Regions from separate parts of the Mus musculus genome. Here all the other regions are linked to region 1. Evidence: chromatin contacts called from public Hi-C and HiChIP or PLAC-seq data. All regions are on one chromosome and are shown on one strand. Each heading gives the region's core, a stretch centred on a gene start, on an enhancer-like site or on the middle of the called end of the contact. The rest is flanking DNA. Distances are from core to core; before and after follow the strand shown. Region 1 holds the start of Ckap2 (cytoskeleton associated protein 2). Region 2 overlaps Atp7b (ATPase, Cu++ transporting, beta polypeptide). Region 3 overlaps Atp7b (ATPase, Cu++ transporting, beta polypeptide).

What was found. Hi-C and Micro-C count contacts between places; a contact is called where the count stands out from the background. HiChIP or PLAC-seq counts read pairs in DNA pulled down with a chosen protein or histone mark.
Region 2: a Hi-C map of stem cell-derived motor neurons shows a contact between it and region 1, with 6 times the contacts expected there. The contact joins the enhancer-like site here to the promoter of Ckap2 in region 1. A contact is called at or near these places in 18 of 39 promoter capture datasets (the 3T3-L1 cell line, the C10 cell line, the HPC-7 cell line and 11 more), 10 of 484 Hi-C or Micro-C datasets (3T3-L1-derived adipocytes, CD4 T cells, the G1E-ER4 cell line and 6 more), 3 of 115 datasets of contacts at active chromatin or transcription factors (embryonic stem cells and pancreatic cancer cells) and 3 of 9 other capture datasets (adipose tissue, liver and pancreatic islet).
Region 3: an H3K4me3 HiChIP or PLAC-seq map of intestinal villus epithelium shows a contact between it and region 1, with 5 read pairs. The contact joins the enhancer-like site here to the promoter of Ckap2 in region 1. A contact is called at or near these places in 2 of 39 promoter capture datasets (embryonic stem cells and hippocampal neurons), 2 of 115 datasets of contacts at active chromatin or transcription factors (SST interneurons and intestinal villus epithelium) and 1 of 9 other capture datasets (pancreatic islet).

Annotation. Positions count from the first base shown.
Region 1 is chr8:22,182,578-22,187,494 of GRCm38.p6, forward strand. Ckap2 (cytoskeleton associated protein 2) reads right to left here and starts at 3,242. Exons shown (of 9, transcript NM_001004140.2): 1 at 3,107-3,242. The coding sequence starts at 3,215. Gm29878 (a long non-coding RNA gene) reads left to right here and starts at 3,451. Exons shown (of 2, transcript XR_378798.3): 1 at 3,451-3,502; 2 at 4,508-4,575.
Region 2 is chr8:22,040,957-22,045,863 of GRCm38.p6, forward strand. All of the region lies in intron 1 of Atp7b (ATPase, Cu++ transporting, beta polypeptide), which reads right to left. Among named protein-coding and RNA genes, the nearest start is that of Atp7b, 17 kb to the right of the region's middle. Within about 2 kb of position 2,770, at least 20 of the 459 cell types and tissues checked have an H3K27ac peak or open chromatin away from gene starts, as enhancers often do. A contact at or near this core is called in stem cell-derived motor neurons, where this site is marked.
Region 3 is chr8:22,010,583-22,015,183 of GRCm38.p6, forward strand. Atp7b (ATPase, Cu++ transporting, beta polypeptide) reads right to left here. Exons shown (of 21, transcript NM_007511.2): 7 at 3,931-4,105; 8 at 2,794-3,027; 9 at 2,129-2,220; 10 at 1,183-1,310; 11 at 923-1,077; 12 at 433-567. Among named protein-coding and RNA genes, the nearest start is that of Ccdc70, 42 kb to the left of the region's middle. Within about 2 kb of position 3,044, at least 16 of the 459 cell types and tissues checked have an H3K27ac peak or open chromatin away from gene starts, as enhancers often do. A contact at or near this core is called in intestinal villus epithelium, where this site is marked.

The sequences.
Region 1 (4,917 bases), core at 1,992-4,491:
TTAATTTTTTGCTTGTTTCTTTTCAATACAGGGTTTTTTTGCGTAGCTCTGGCTATCCTGGAACTCTCTTGCTAGACCAGGCTAGCCTGCCAGCCTCTGCCTAAAGGTGTGTACCACCACGCCCAGCTGGATGTTTACAGTGTTTAAATTGTTTGGTCAAGGTGATTCATACGTAAAGGTTAAGATAGCTGCACGTTTCTGGGACTATAAAAATAGTTTACCATCTAAAACTACAATCCTGGAAGTTCAGCTCTCTGAGTCCTCTACCCGCCGGTTTGTTCTCATTTATACAGAATGTTCTCTCATTCAAGATTCTTGCTCTTTCTAAGTCTTTCTCAGGATCAGTGAGACAATAAAAGGTTAAATTCTTTTAGATAGAATAAATCAGATTAAAAAAAAAAGAGAGACAAAACCATAAAAGCTTAAAGCGAAGTCAGAGTAGGTCTGACTATGTTCAAGGGGCCTTGTAGAGGATGGCTTAGACAGTATACTCAAGGGTTACAGTGACTGCTCCTGTGGATACAGGGTAACAAAAGCTGACTGAGACACGCATGTCTTGTCCTGTGTGTCTCTGCTAACTTTGTTAAGCTTTAAACATCTGGAGAAACTGTGGTCAGAATTAAGTGTACACTTGTTATTCTTAGGTCTCCTTGGGACAACCAATCCTCCAGTTCTCCGCTATAATTACACTTGTGATAAAATAAGCTACTTGATATAAAAGATCTTACAAATTGACTTAGACTTTGTAAAACTATACTATACAGGATAATGAAGTTCCCAGTTTCTCCATGGACTGAACTTATCATATAAAGTGTATTACCTTAGTATTTAAAAGAGCTTCAGTTCAGAAACTGTCTTTTGTTTGTTTGTTTGTTTGTTTGTTTGTTTGTTTTTCGAGACAGGGTTTCTCTGTGTAGCTCTGGCTGTCCTGAAACTCACTCTGTAGACCAGGCTGGCCTCGAACTCAGAAATCTGCCTGCCTCTGCCTCCAAGTGCTGGGATTAAAGGCGTGCGCCACCACCGCCCGGCCAGAAACTGTTATTTTTAAGGCTCAGAAATCTTACCAGAGATAAATCACCTTAGCTTACAAAACCCTAATCTTGTGAGAGTTGCCAATGTATTATAAACTGTTAAAACAAAGGTAATCTGGGGTGATAACGTATGTCTTTAATCATAGTGCTGGGGGCAGAGGCAGGTGGAGGTTTGTAAATTCAAGGCGAGCCTGATCTGCATAGTGGATTAGGACATTCAGGGCTATGTAGAAAGGCTGTCTCAAAGTAAAATAAAAAATAAGAAAGTAATTAAACATATATTTTATGTGTCCAGAATTGTGTTTGTAGTCACACTAAGTACAAATATAATTCATTTACAGAGACAAGATGGGAGGGAGAGACCAATTTATATCCCACATTATACAATCTTCTGTAATATATTTTCAAAATTAAACTTGAATGGGCAATGCAAAGGCAGTTTAATATAAAATACTGTTCAAAATAGGTACATTTAAAAACCAAGCAAACTGGTTAGGGAGAATTAAATGTTCAGGTAAGTAAAATGGGTTAAGCTGACCAGACACTTGCACGTCAGGTTTGATGGGACCTCCTGTGAGAGTGGTCACAGTAAGCTGCACAATAACCTCATTACCAAATAAGGATAAGACTCGCCAGAGTCTACTGCTCCTGTCTCCTGGCTTGCACACCAGACCAGGAAAGCCTCCTCCCAGAGATGCGGGACTATCATTAAGTCTGGCCACTTGGTCAGGTGGGAGGTCGACACAGCAAAGATGTCAGAATTATTGCCAGTGACCTTTTTTTTCTGTTTAAATTGTTCAAAGTGTAACCTGGGGCTGGGATCTAAAAGAGATTTAAGGATGAGAGTAGTGTAAAATGCACAAGCCTACCCCAGGAAGCAGAGGCAGACATTCTTGAGTTCAAGGCCAGCCTGGTCTACAGATCAAGTTCCAGGCAGCTAGAGCTACAGAGAAACCCTGTCTCAAAACAACAACAAAAACCAAAGCGACAAGAAAGCACCAGTCTAAAGTGTTTAAAAAGCCAATGAAGTCTCGTATTCAGGGCTGGCTCTTCCTTGGGTGCTAGCCAGAGCGAACAACTTCTACTAAAGAGCTTTAAAGAGTAACCACTAAGGGTGTGGAGTGTCTCCTCCCTGGGAAAAGAGATTATTCCTATAACAACACAATAGGAGATTTCTCAATTTAGACAAATGATCCCATGAATCAGAAATTACATGCAAGGTGCTGTTTTAGGCTTACTATTACTGTGATGAAAACACTCTCACCAAAGGCAACTTGGGGAAGAATGGGTTCATTTACTAATATCTCCATAGTACAGTTAGCTCATCATCAAAAGCAGTTAGGGCAGGAACTTGGTGCCATGAAGAAGTGTAGCTACAAGGCTTGCTCTGCCTGGTTTGTTTGTTTTTGTTTTTAAATAGCACTCAAGACCACTAGCCCAGGGGTGGCACCGCCCACAATGGGCGGGGCCCTCCCTCTCCCATCAATCTCTAATTAAGAAGATGCCCTACAGGCTGGCCTACAGCCTGCCTGATCTTGTGGAAACATCTTCTCAGTTTAGGTTCCCTCCTCTCAGGACTCTAGCTTGTGCTCAATGATAGAATACTTGCCTAGCGTATACAAAGCTCTGAGGTTCATCCTCCCAAATAAATAAATAAATAAATAAATAGCATCAAATGTCCTAATCGAGTGAAAATTGCAGGGAACACATTTCAATATAGGGTTCCAGAAACAACTGTGTAGAGAGATCTGATACCAGTCGCCAAATTCTGACCAACTTACATAAGTTTTCCACATTCTTGCTGCAGACCATTCAACTCCATTTTTCCAAAACGTCCAGGACATCATGCAAACAGTCCCAGCCTCACCTCCACGTTCCAAGCACAGAGATAGGAGAACCCGGGAGCTAGCGAGCGCGCGCGCAGGCGCAGTCGGGGGTCCGGGCAGCCCCGCCCCCGCCCTCAGACCCCGAAGATAAACCGCTGGCCCCGGCAGGAGCCGAGCCACGCGCTACCCTCGGCAGCGGCCTGGGCTCTCAGAGAGAGTTAGCGGCCGAGGCCCCGTGCCATCGCTCACCTCGGAAGGCCGGCTGGTCTCGCCTGGTCGGGGGCAGCTGCAGGTCCCGGGTCACCGGCAAGGGATTCCTCGCAGCCCTGCCAAGGAAGCGTTTCCTGGACTCTGCCATCGCTTAATGAGCGCGCCTCGGCGCCGGCGTGGATTGAACGGACCAATGAGCGCGGAGGGGCGGGGCCCAGGCGAGGGGCGGGGCCGTCCCAGAATCCAGAGACTTGGCAGCCGGCGAGAAATTTCAAAATCGAACAAAGCTCTCCCAACTGGATGGATGACGCCGTTGGAGCGGGCTTGTTGAATCCTCAGGATATAGCAGGACCAGGCTTGACAAGTCAGGACATGTCTTCAGACACAGCCCAGAGGAAGCCAAAGGACCGCAGTGACTGCACCTGTCAAATGCTGGTGCGCTCCTTAGGGATAAGGCTCATTGCTTTCCCTGAGGACAAGTTCCCGAATGATCTTTGGAGCTGCTTAACAGAATTAGGTTGCGATTATACCTCGCAAGCGAGATGATGAGCTCAGATGTTAGGTGTCTCGTGTTTGCACAGCTTGCAAACAAAACCTTTTTTTTTTTTTTTCTTTTTTCGGTTTTTCAAGACAGGGTTTCTCTGTATAGCACTGGCTGCCCTGGGACTCACTCTGTAGACCAGGCTGGCCTCGAACTCAGAAATCCACCTGCCTCTGTCTCCCAAATGCTGGGATTAAAGGCGTGTGCCACCACTTGCCCGACTTTGCAAACAAAATCTTAAGTTGAGATCTACCTTTGTGCTGTTATTTTATTGAAAATCTTGCTACGTAGCACAGGCTGGCCTAGAACTCACTTGCAGTCTTCCTTGACCTCCTGAGTGCTAAGATTACAACTCTATGCCCAGCCCTTTCTGTGCATTTATATATGCATTTGTGAAATGCAAACAAGTGTAGGAGACAGAAGAAAAAGAAAACTGAGGATATAACCCTCTGCTCTTTCAAGGCAGGATATAATTCTGTGAAGTTAAACCTATTGTGTGTTATAAAAAGATAAAGGAAAGAAGGAATATGTTTTGGTGGATGTGTAGTCAGGTATGGGGTGCCCCCGCAGGCCCATGGGTATAGTATAGAATAGAGTTTACTCAGGGAATGGGGAAGGGAGTTAAAAGGGTATTAGAGACAGAGAAAGGCAGAGAGAGTTGAGGAATAGAGGCTGGCTGAGAGCACATGTAGACAAGGGGGAGTAGGGGTGAGAGGACAGAGCAGGAGCAAGAAGACAAGAGAGAGCAAAGGAGGGAAGAGGGCAGAGGTAGCAAGCAGCCCCTCTCATAGTGAGTCAGGCAAGCCTGGCTATTGCCAGGTAACTGTGGGGCGGAGCTTAGACAGAATGCTAACAAAACCAACTCCTGTTGAACAATTTGTCTATGTTTGTCTTTTTAGGCATGCTGCCTTAACCTTTGACGCCCATCATTTAAACATGTCACCAACATAAAACCCAGACATGCTAACAGTGGTGGTTCATTGCTGTACTCCCTCAGAAAAATGACATGTGTGAAACATATTTCTAGGAAAAAAGCTACATCTTCAAACTGATTAACTGATTGGAACCTCAAAGGTTGTGGAGAGCTTGGGATGTTGCAGGACCAGGGCCCAGATACAACCTATCTTGAGCTATCTGTAACCCATTAAATAGCCACCCCTTGCCCCTATCCCAACCCCCACCTCAGACCTTAGGACACCTGACATCATGTTAGACGCCTTGTTTTGTTTGTTTGTTTGTTTGTTTGTTTGTTTGTTTAAGTGAGGGAGAACAACTGGAGGATGGTCTGGGTCTGGTTGCCCCCTAACTG
Region 2 (4,907 bases), core at 1,520-4,019, 140 kb before region 1:
ACCCACCCAACAACTACCCACCTAACAACCAACCCATCTACCCACCTACCCAACAACTGCCCACTCACCAACCAACCCACCCACCCACCCACCAACCAGTCAACCCAACTACCAACCCACCCACCAACCAACAGAAGCCTGTTTTCTTTGAAGCCCACCAGTGGTCCACTTGCCAAGGGCATTCACTATTCCTTTCCTCTCATAAGGATCTGACATTGCTGTGCTTCTGAAACACAGTCAGTAAATCAACTCCTCCAAAGTGAGTATGCACTTTATTTTTATCTCCCAAGTTCACAACCAAAAGGGATCCTCGATCAGTCTCTGGGAAACGCTGGCTGTGCTAGAGCCCAACAATGGAGAGACAAGTGAGGCGCTAAGGGCTTGAGCTCCCAGCCTTCCAGCCAGAGCCCAACATTGCAACAGCAGAGACCGCTCAGAGCCTGCTTAGTGGGTGGACCTATTTCCTGGTGGGATGTCTGGTGCTTGCAAGCTTACTGGTCTTTGCATTTGATATACTGGGCAACACAAGTGGGTAACTGGAGTGTATCTCTTTAGTTTACTGTTACAAGATTTTAGACATTTTGGTAGAAGTCCTTACCCAGGGGTAACATGTCTTTTAAATATGAATCATTAAACGGTCTTAACTTTTCCTTGATGCTATAAGATCATTACAAATACAAATAAATGCCTCAGCACTGTGACTGGGAATGTATACTTGGGTTCTACCTGACTTGGCTGCAGCCATCTTGAGTCATAACCAACATGATTCTACCCTGGTTGGTTTTCCAAGGCTAGTTTTCTTCCTGTCACAAATGGCAAAAAAAAAAAAAAAAAAAAAAAAAAAAAAAAAAAAAATTACAATGGTGTGGAACTCTTTGACCAGACCCTGACCAGGGGCTGTGCCTGACATCTTTGATACTAGCTTGAGATCAATCAGATACATGGATGAAGTCACTTCTGATTTGACTGTACTGTGTGTTCATGGGGAGGCAGGGGTAAGGCCACCACTATCTGCACACGTATTCAGCCCTTACTGTCAGGGAAACTGCAACTAGCAAGAACAGAACGTGCATTTGGCAAGACAGAAGAAATTCTTTAACTCTGAGTGGCTGAGACCCAAGTGCACACTTTGTAAAGGTCTGCACAATTTCTTGCAACTTTTATAGGTCTGGTAACAGGGGTGGTCTTTGAGTCCCATGTCCACCAAAAGGAATTTCCACCAGGCATGTTTACTGGAACAGACATTTTTGCACACAGATGTTATATGGGCAGCAATACAAGTACATAAATTTTTGTTAGAGTTATCGAACTTCAATGTGGCCAAATTGTGAAGAAGGACAAAGTAGCCCAATGCATCTTGCCAACATTGTCACATTAAATAAATCTCTTTTTTTCTGATTTCCACTTTTAATTTGGCTCTTATGATTATATCTAAGTACACTGTCTTCAGACAGCTACTAGAAGAGGGCATCAGATCTTATTACGGATGGTTGCGAGCCACCATGTGGTTGCTGGGATTTGAACTCAAGACCTTTGGAAGAGTAGTGCTCTTAACCATTGAGCCATCTCTCCAGCCCCTAATTTGGCTCTTTTAATTGATCTATTGAGAGTAGATGATTAGACCGGCCTTGGGGCATATGTTATAAGCCCCTGAGTTCGAAAGCATTAGTAGTAATGAAGGCATACAAACTTTGGCAGGTAAAAGGATCTCGTTCTTAGCAAACAGGATCTGCAGTTTGACCTTTGCCAAGATAGCTGTGGTAACTACTCCTCTAGGTGGTGTTTACTTTTCCCAGAAAAAGGGGTAGGGTCTTTAACAAGCCAGCAAAAATCAGCATGCTTTAGTAAAACTTTAACTTGTTTACTTCTACTCTCTGCTTACTAGTCAAAGATTTCTATTAAGCTCTTATAACATAGAGCAATAGCTTGGTTTTCTTAGGTGTATCTGTATGTGTGTGTGTGTGTGTGTGTGTGTGTGTGTGCGCGTGTTTTCTCAATATCTCCTATTCATTGTCATTGTTGGAGCCAAATACCCTTTGTCCACCAACTCTCAAGCTGATTATCCCCTCTTCCTGCCACCGCTCAGGAGGTCCTCAGTGATGGCTAAGCTCTGGAACACAAGGATCTTCCATCTATACTAACGAGCAAACGTCAGATATTACATAAGCCTGTTTAAATATATCTAAACAAATTTGTTGACCTGTATGTATAAAGCAGGGTGTGCTTTTTTTTTTTTTCCCTAGAATTCTTTAGGGTTTTTCAGTTCTGTTTTTCTTTTTTGGAAAGAATCTTACTATAGTCTCAGGTGGCCTTAAACTTATGTTATAGACCAGCCTGGCCTCAAACTTGTGGCAATCCTCCCGCCTCTGCTTTCTGAATACCAGAATTATAACCATGTGCCCCACATGCCAGAAGCTCTACCGAGAATTTCATGGTCCTTTTCTGTCCCCTTTATATAAATCCAAGGGCAAACTCTACTATTCTCTATTCATTCAGTCTAGAACAACAGGTCTTCCAAGTGTCTTCTTGCACCTCTGTGTTCTGACTCTCACATGTGTAAAGTTTGCTGTTCCCGAAAAGGAAATTCATATACGTATATGAATTCATACATATATGCCACACTTGCTGTCCCAAACAACTATTTTGTAAGCTGAGAAGCCTGGGCCCCAAAGGCAGATGGGCAGCTCCTGTTTCCATGAGCCCCTAGGACAAAAGGGCCCTGTTTAGGGGAGGGACACCTGGCAAAGAAAACATTTCAGCACTCAGAAAGATTACCAGCTCAACCCAGAGGAGCTTTCAGTAGGAAGGGCCTCCAAGAAAGACCCTGGGGCGGGCCGGGCCAGCCCTCTGAGGCACAAGAGGAGGCTCAGATTCTGTGACAGGACAGGACCAGAGAATCTGACACTAAGCTGTGTGCTGGACACAGACGCCTGGAAGTTTCCCACACTGAGGGTAAGGTTAGCACAAACACCGCATTCACCGCAGCTAAGGGCCCGACGCTCATCCATCATCCACGACAGAACGCAGGTCACTAAGAGTGTAAGCTGGATGTTAAATGTACACGCGGCACAAGATCCCAGAAATCTTTCTCCAGGGCCTAACCCTGCGGCTCTGCCTGATGCTCTCCTCCATGCACTCTTCCAGCCTTGCTAGATCTAGCCCGGCTTTTACATCCAGTGTCCTGGCCCAGTTTGGCCACCTCTGCCTGAATCACAAGCAATTTCTAGGTTTCTGGCCATTCCCTGCCCTGCCCTGCCCTGCCCTGCCCTGCCCTGCCCTGCCCTGCCCTGCCCTGCCCAGCCCCCAACTCATAAGCTCATCCCATACCACACAAAACGTCTGCAAATAGCAGTATCTGACCCCACGCTCCAGGCTGGAACTGGAATACACATTCTATACAGGAACACAGCCACATCTGTCCACCTGACTTCACTCCACCTAAGCCTTTTCCAACCTCTGGGCTCCACCCGCTCGCACATGCTCTCTTCTGCCCCAGACACAGAACAAAAGAAGTACATATGCCCAGATCTCACAGCAAAAACGGCAAACAATATGGGAGACCAAGGCCATCTCTCCCAACCACAATCCACTAGTCCTGTAGAAATGTTGCCCATAAGAATTAAATTTATGGGAGGGGATGGGGATTTTCGGGGGGGAGGGGGGGGACTAGGGAAGGGGATAACATTTGAAATGTAAATAAAGGAAATATCAAATTAAAAAAATTAAATTTATGAGTCCAAGGCACAGCATTTAAAAGAACAATCATAAACTTCATCAAAGAACTCAAGAAGTTTAAAGCAGATGTAAAGAAACAGCTCAGTGGAACTAAGGAGAAAGAGCTTAAGGAGAACAAATGCCTGAGTGATGCCCAACAAACCATGAACAGCCAGGTGCGGTGCTGTACCTCCCAGTGGTTGGAGGCAGAGGCAGGCAGATCTGAGTTCAAGGCCAGCCGGGTATACATAGTGAGTTCTACAACAGTCTGGGCTGTACAAGACTGAGATCTTGTCTCAAAAAATAAATAAATAAATAAATAAATAATAAAAGAGCAAAGAAGAGGAGGAGGAAAGGAGGGAGAGGAAGAAGAAAAAGAGGAGGGAGGAAGCCCAAACAATCCAAGGCTTGAAAACAAAATTCAATAAAGACATAGAAACACTTGGGGCTGGAAAGCCAGCTTGGAGGATAAGGGCACAGGCTACTCTTCCAAAGGTCCTGAGTTCAATTCCCAGCAACCACATGGTAGCTCACAACCATCTGTAATGAGATTTGGTGCCCTCTTCTGATGTACAGTCATACAACCAACCTAAAGAGACAAGTTAAAATAATAATAAAAGCCTTCTAGGAAAAAGAAAAAGCAAAGTCCAGAATAGATAGGCTAACAACAGAACTCTCTTATGCTACATCCACTCCAGTAGTGACACGCATGACAAGCCAAAAGCCTGGATGCAGTCCTGAGGGCGAAGAGTTTCACGGAAACTTAGTCTCCTGGAACTGTGCCATTCCATAGCACTTATGCTCCAATTTTGTCCTTGCAAATGGATCTGTGTGCTTCCTTTCAGTATTGTTTTGTTATAGGTGCCTCCAAGCAATGACTTGCCAAATACCTAAGCAAAATTAAACTTTGCTTCCTGGCCTTCACCAATGCCCTAGTTAGTCCTTGAGCCAATTCTGGGCTTGGAATTCAGTAAGAATGTTGCCTATTCAGTGACATTCAGAATTGTCTCTAGTATTGTTAGAGAGATAGTGAAAGAAATCAGGCTCTACTATCTATACATAGAGTTAGAAATCTCAGGGCAAGCTTAGCAACGTAAGTTTAGAATTCTTATTATAGTTATGTATGGCATACATTACTTATTAGTAGAAAGTCCCCCCACTTAGAATAAAAGCCGAGTCACTCCTATATACAG
Region 3 (4,601 bases), core at 1,794-4,293, 170 kb before region 1:
TGTGGTAGTTAACATATGCTTGGCCTAGGGAGTGGCACTATTTGGAGGTATGTCCTTGTTGGAGGAAGTGTGTAACTGTGGGTGTGGGCTTTAAGACCTTCATCTGAGCTCCCTAGAAGTGAGACTTCTAGTGGCCTTCAGATGAAGATGTAGAACCCTCAGCTCCTCCTGCACCACGCCTGCCTGGATGCTGCCATGCTCCTGCTTTGATGATAATAGACTGAAGCTCTTAACATAGGCTAGCCCCAATTAAATCTTGTCCTTATAAGAGTTGCCTGGGTCATGGTGTCTGTTCACAGCAGTAAAACCCTAACTAAGACCAATAATAAGAGGATAATTAAGCCCCAGTGAATCTGAGACACAGAGAACAGAATTAGTGGCAATACGTTACTTCAAGCACAACAACCATCCTGCTCAAGGTCTTCAACTTACAGGAAAGTACTTCTGAACCACACCGAAATCGACAAAGCCAATGACGATCCACACCACCAGGGTCAAGGTTGAAATGATGATGATGAATGGGACAAAATATCCACTGAACCGGTCAGCCAGCTGCTGAATGGGAGCCTATGGAGACAAAGCATTTAGACCACGGGAAGTTACAACCTACAGAGACAGGCATGTGTAAGGCTTGGGTCCACGCTCCTTCCATTGCTATCTTTAGGAGTCAATCTCTACCTGATCCTTGATGGGTGGAGCTATGAACCTTTGCAACCATTCCTCACATCTGTTTTGTTTTGAGGCAGGGAATAATGCAGCCCAGGTAGTCTGGAGCTGAGCTTGAAGTCCCAACCTTGTCGCTCCCGCCTCCGGACTAGCTAGGAATATGAGGATGCTGGTGGTCTATCCACTGAGCTAAAATCCCTTTGAGATCATTTCTTAAAGGAAGGGTTTCATTACGTGTTTTAAGGTTCATCATTACCTTTGACATCTGGGCCTCTTCCACCAACTTTACAATCTGAGCCAAAGTTGTGTCATTACCCACATGGGTAGCTTTAAGGAGCACAGAGCCATGAGCATTAATAGAGCCAGCAATCACTATGCTCCCAGGTTTCTTAGTGACAGGCATGGCCTCTCCTAGGGAAGAGACAGAATCAATCACTCACTCAGCCCTCTCAACATCATATGGACCAATGGCTACCATGACCCCCACCAAAGGGACCCTAAACCCAGCCACCTAACCTGTGATGAGGGACTCATCAGCCATGGTATTGCCTTCGAGGACTTTCCCATCCACTGGGAACTTGCCCCCAGGGACAACCTTGATGACGTCGCCTCGCTGCACCAGCTCCATGGGCACCTGCTCCTCTCTGCAACAGAAGACAGTCAGATACCATCCTCCTCGTCTGGGATTAGACTGGGTTCTAGACTGACTATTGGACCTTTTACTGCTAGCCCTATGTATCTAAGAGTTCTAGATTAGCAGACATAACCAACCTTGCATAAAAAAAATACTCAGGGATGGGTTTGGGATATAGCTTGGTGGTACAGCACTTGCCTACCATGTAAGAGGCCCTGAGTCCCATCCCCAGCAACACACACACTCACACACACATACATTGTGGGGGGAGGAGGTGCAGAGGTCACCTGTCTATGTATACAATATATGTATATTTTTGCATCATTGTTCTCTAAATCTCTAAACCGTACAGTATAAAACCCATTTACATACCATCTGCATTGCAAATGTATAATAATTATTCTAGAGATGATTTAAAGTATGTGGGAGGATGTGAATTCTATGCAAATACTGTTCCATGTCATATGAGGGACTTGGTATCTTAGGGTCCTAGAGCCAAACTTCATGGGTGTTGGGGGATGATTATACTCACATCACCCTGAGCAATGGATGGGGCTAAATTCAAGAGGGCGTGCGCAGTTGATACCAGAGTCCCACTGCTGTGCTTTCGACTTTATCATAAGGAAAAGCAAGCAGCTGCTGAAGGATCTGTCTACACAGCAGTGCAGACAGACTGGTACAATATAGATCTTTAGAAAGGTCACTGGTTTGACTGCAGTTAGCAGCCAGTGCAGGCACTGGACAGTGCTTCAGGGTGATGTCTACGGTGGCCTGTACTGTACAATGGTGACGTGGGATTCCCAAGCTCTACTCATGGACACAACTTACCTGAGGATTAAGTTGTCCTCACCCAGGGTCACGACTGTGGCTTCTGTGGCTTGGAGTGACATGAGTTTTGCAAGGGCTTCTGAAGTTTTGCTCTAGGAGATAACCAGGATGAGAGCTGACGGTCCATACCCAGGCTGACACTCCCAAGCACCGCACTGAAGGTGGCTGGCGTGAAAAACACAACCCCACCACTGAGGCAGCCACAAGTGCCAGGGCCACAAGGGAAGCCCGCCCAGGGCTGCTGAGGCAGAGCTTGACGGCCATTCTATTTTCACCTTCAATATAACTTCCTTCCCCTCTTTTGCAGGCTCCATTGCAGAGTACTGAATGCCACCCAGCCCTGAGGTGGAGGTGTGGATTTCTACACAAACTAACTACAATCCATTAGGCGCTAAGAGACCATTCGAGCTCTGCCCAGAAGTTCAGAGTTTGTTCTGTGGCACAATTACCCGAACAAAGGTCTCACTAATTAGCCAGATTAGCTGGGATATCAGAAGGAACAATCAACAGGGAGATTAGTGACTGCCGCCCCTAATTACAAGGAGTTCAGATTCCGCTGGACTATTCTCTACAGCGTGTGTAATTAGTAGTTCTCAGCACACACTGCCTTTGGGCTGAGAGTCGGGTTACCAAAAGAACGAAAGAACCCTTGAAGCTGTAGCTACCTTGGCCACGTGTTCCAGCCACCGTCCCAGGGCGATGAACACAAAGAGCATGGGGGGCGTGTCAAAGAAGGTCACGGGGCTCTTCTCTGCCTTCTCGGCTACGGCGACCACCAGGATGACCAGGGAGTAGGCATAGGCAATGGTTGTGGCGAGCACGATGAGTACGTCCATGTTGGCGGACCTGTGTCTCAGCGATTTGTAGGCTTGTACGTAGAAGTACCACCCACCCAGAAACTGAAAGGCAGGGAGGGCGGGGTTGGCGGAGGAAGGGGGAGGAGCCAGCCTCAGGACTAGGAGTATTCTAGGTTCTTGGACATAGCTGATACCACTCTGTTCTGCATTATTTGATACTGAGGGCACACACTCTTCCTCAGCCTCTGGTGAAACATACTCTCTCATTACTGGCCACAGAAAGGGATGACGGAGGATACAGGATGTTTGGAACACAGGCACACCATGTAAATGTCCATAATGAGAGAATGGTAACAACAGTGATGTTATTCACTTATACTGTGAATGGTCTCTAGAGAGAAGGTAAGCCAATGGCGTAAAATATGTCCATGATTCAAATAAGAGAGGCAGCATCTGTTGGTGTTCTCACATGGCACCCCCACACACACACTTCTGTTAACAAACATCTGTGTCTGTATTGTAATGAACATGCATCGCACGCAAACATACACACACATGTATACACATACACAGAGAGACAGACAGAAAGAGACTGAGTGATGGCACACTTCCCTAGCATGTATGGCATGTATGAGGTCCTGAGTTGTCCTGTCATTTGTAACACACACACACACACACACACACACACCAGGGATAGGCAGGCTCACCAAGCTTACAAGGAGAGGGTGGCTGTTCTGACAAGTTTCAATCACTTGCAATGACCTGTGACCGTGAAACCAGGCCTTTCTTCTTAGTTCCCACATTTGCATCCCCCCTCTACTCTGCACTCCCTCTGGTCATAAGACAGAAATAACAGCAGCAGCTCCCCAAAGGTGACGCTGCAAAGTTGCCATGAGGAACCACTGGAACTAGGCTAAAGGGCTATTGATGCAGACAGTGATCAGAGATCCATTAGCCATGCCTGGGCACAAAGGGCAGAGGTTTGCCCGGCTTTCCAATACATACTTGGACAAAGGTACACAAGATGAAGAAGATGAGATTGAGAACGGACAGTCCTGGGATGATGTTGTGGTCCAGGACCATCGTCTCCTGAGGCGTACTGCTGGGGATTAACATGTAGACCATCAATCCCATGACGGGGATGCCGAACACCAGGCTGCACAGGAAAGACTTCTTCCACCTGGAAGGCAAGGTCAGCGACACAGACACATCAGAACCACTTGGCACTGGGATCAGATTAGACATAAGATGAACTAAAATAAAAGTGAGGCTTACCCCCAACATCATCACTGACCTCAAGGGCCAGGCATTGCTGGAGGGACACTGGGCTCAGATCTACCTTTGCATAAGCTGGTGGCCACCCATTTATAGATACAACAGATGAGGCAGTGTGGGACCATCAAGGAAAGTCCTTGTAAGCTGTGTATCCTAATGTACATCCTGCAGTCCTGAGCGCTCAGGCTGCTGCCTGAGGCCATCTGAAAGACAGGCCCACTAGTTTCCTAAACCCTCGACTGCCAGTCCCCTGGGCAAGCCAACGGGACCAAACCGAGGACACCATCGAAGCCCCAGAAGGCTCTACCACTCCCTGAAGACACTAAACTGAGTTTCAAATCCCAGGTCTCCTTCTTTCCAGACTTTCCAGAATTGGCCTAAGCTACTGATGCCACAGGTTG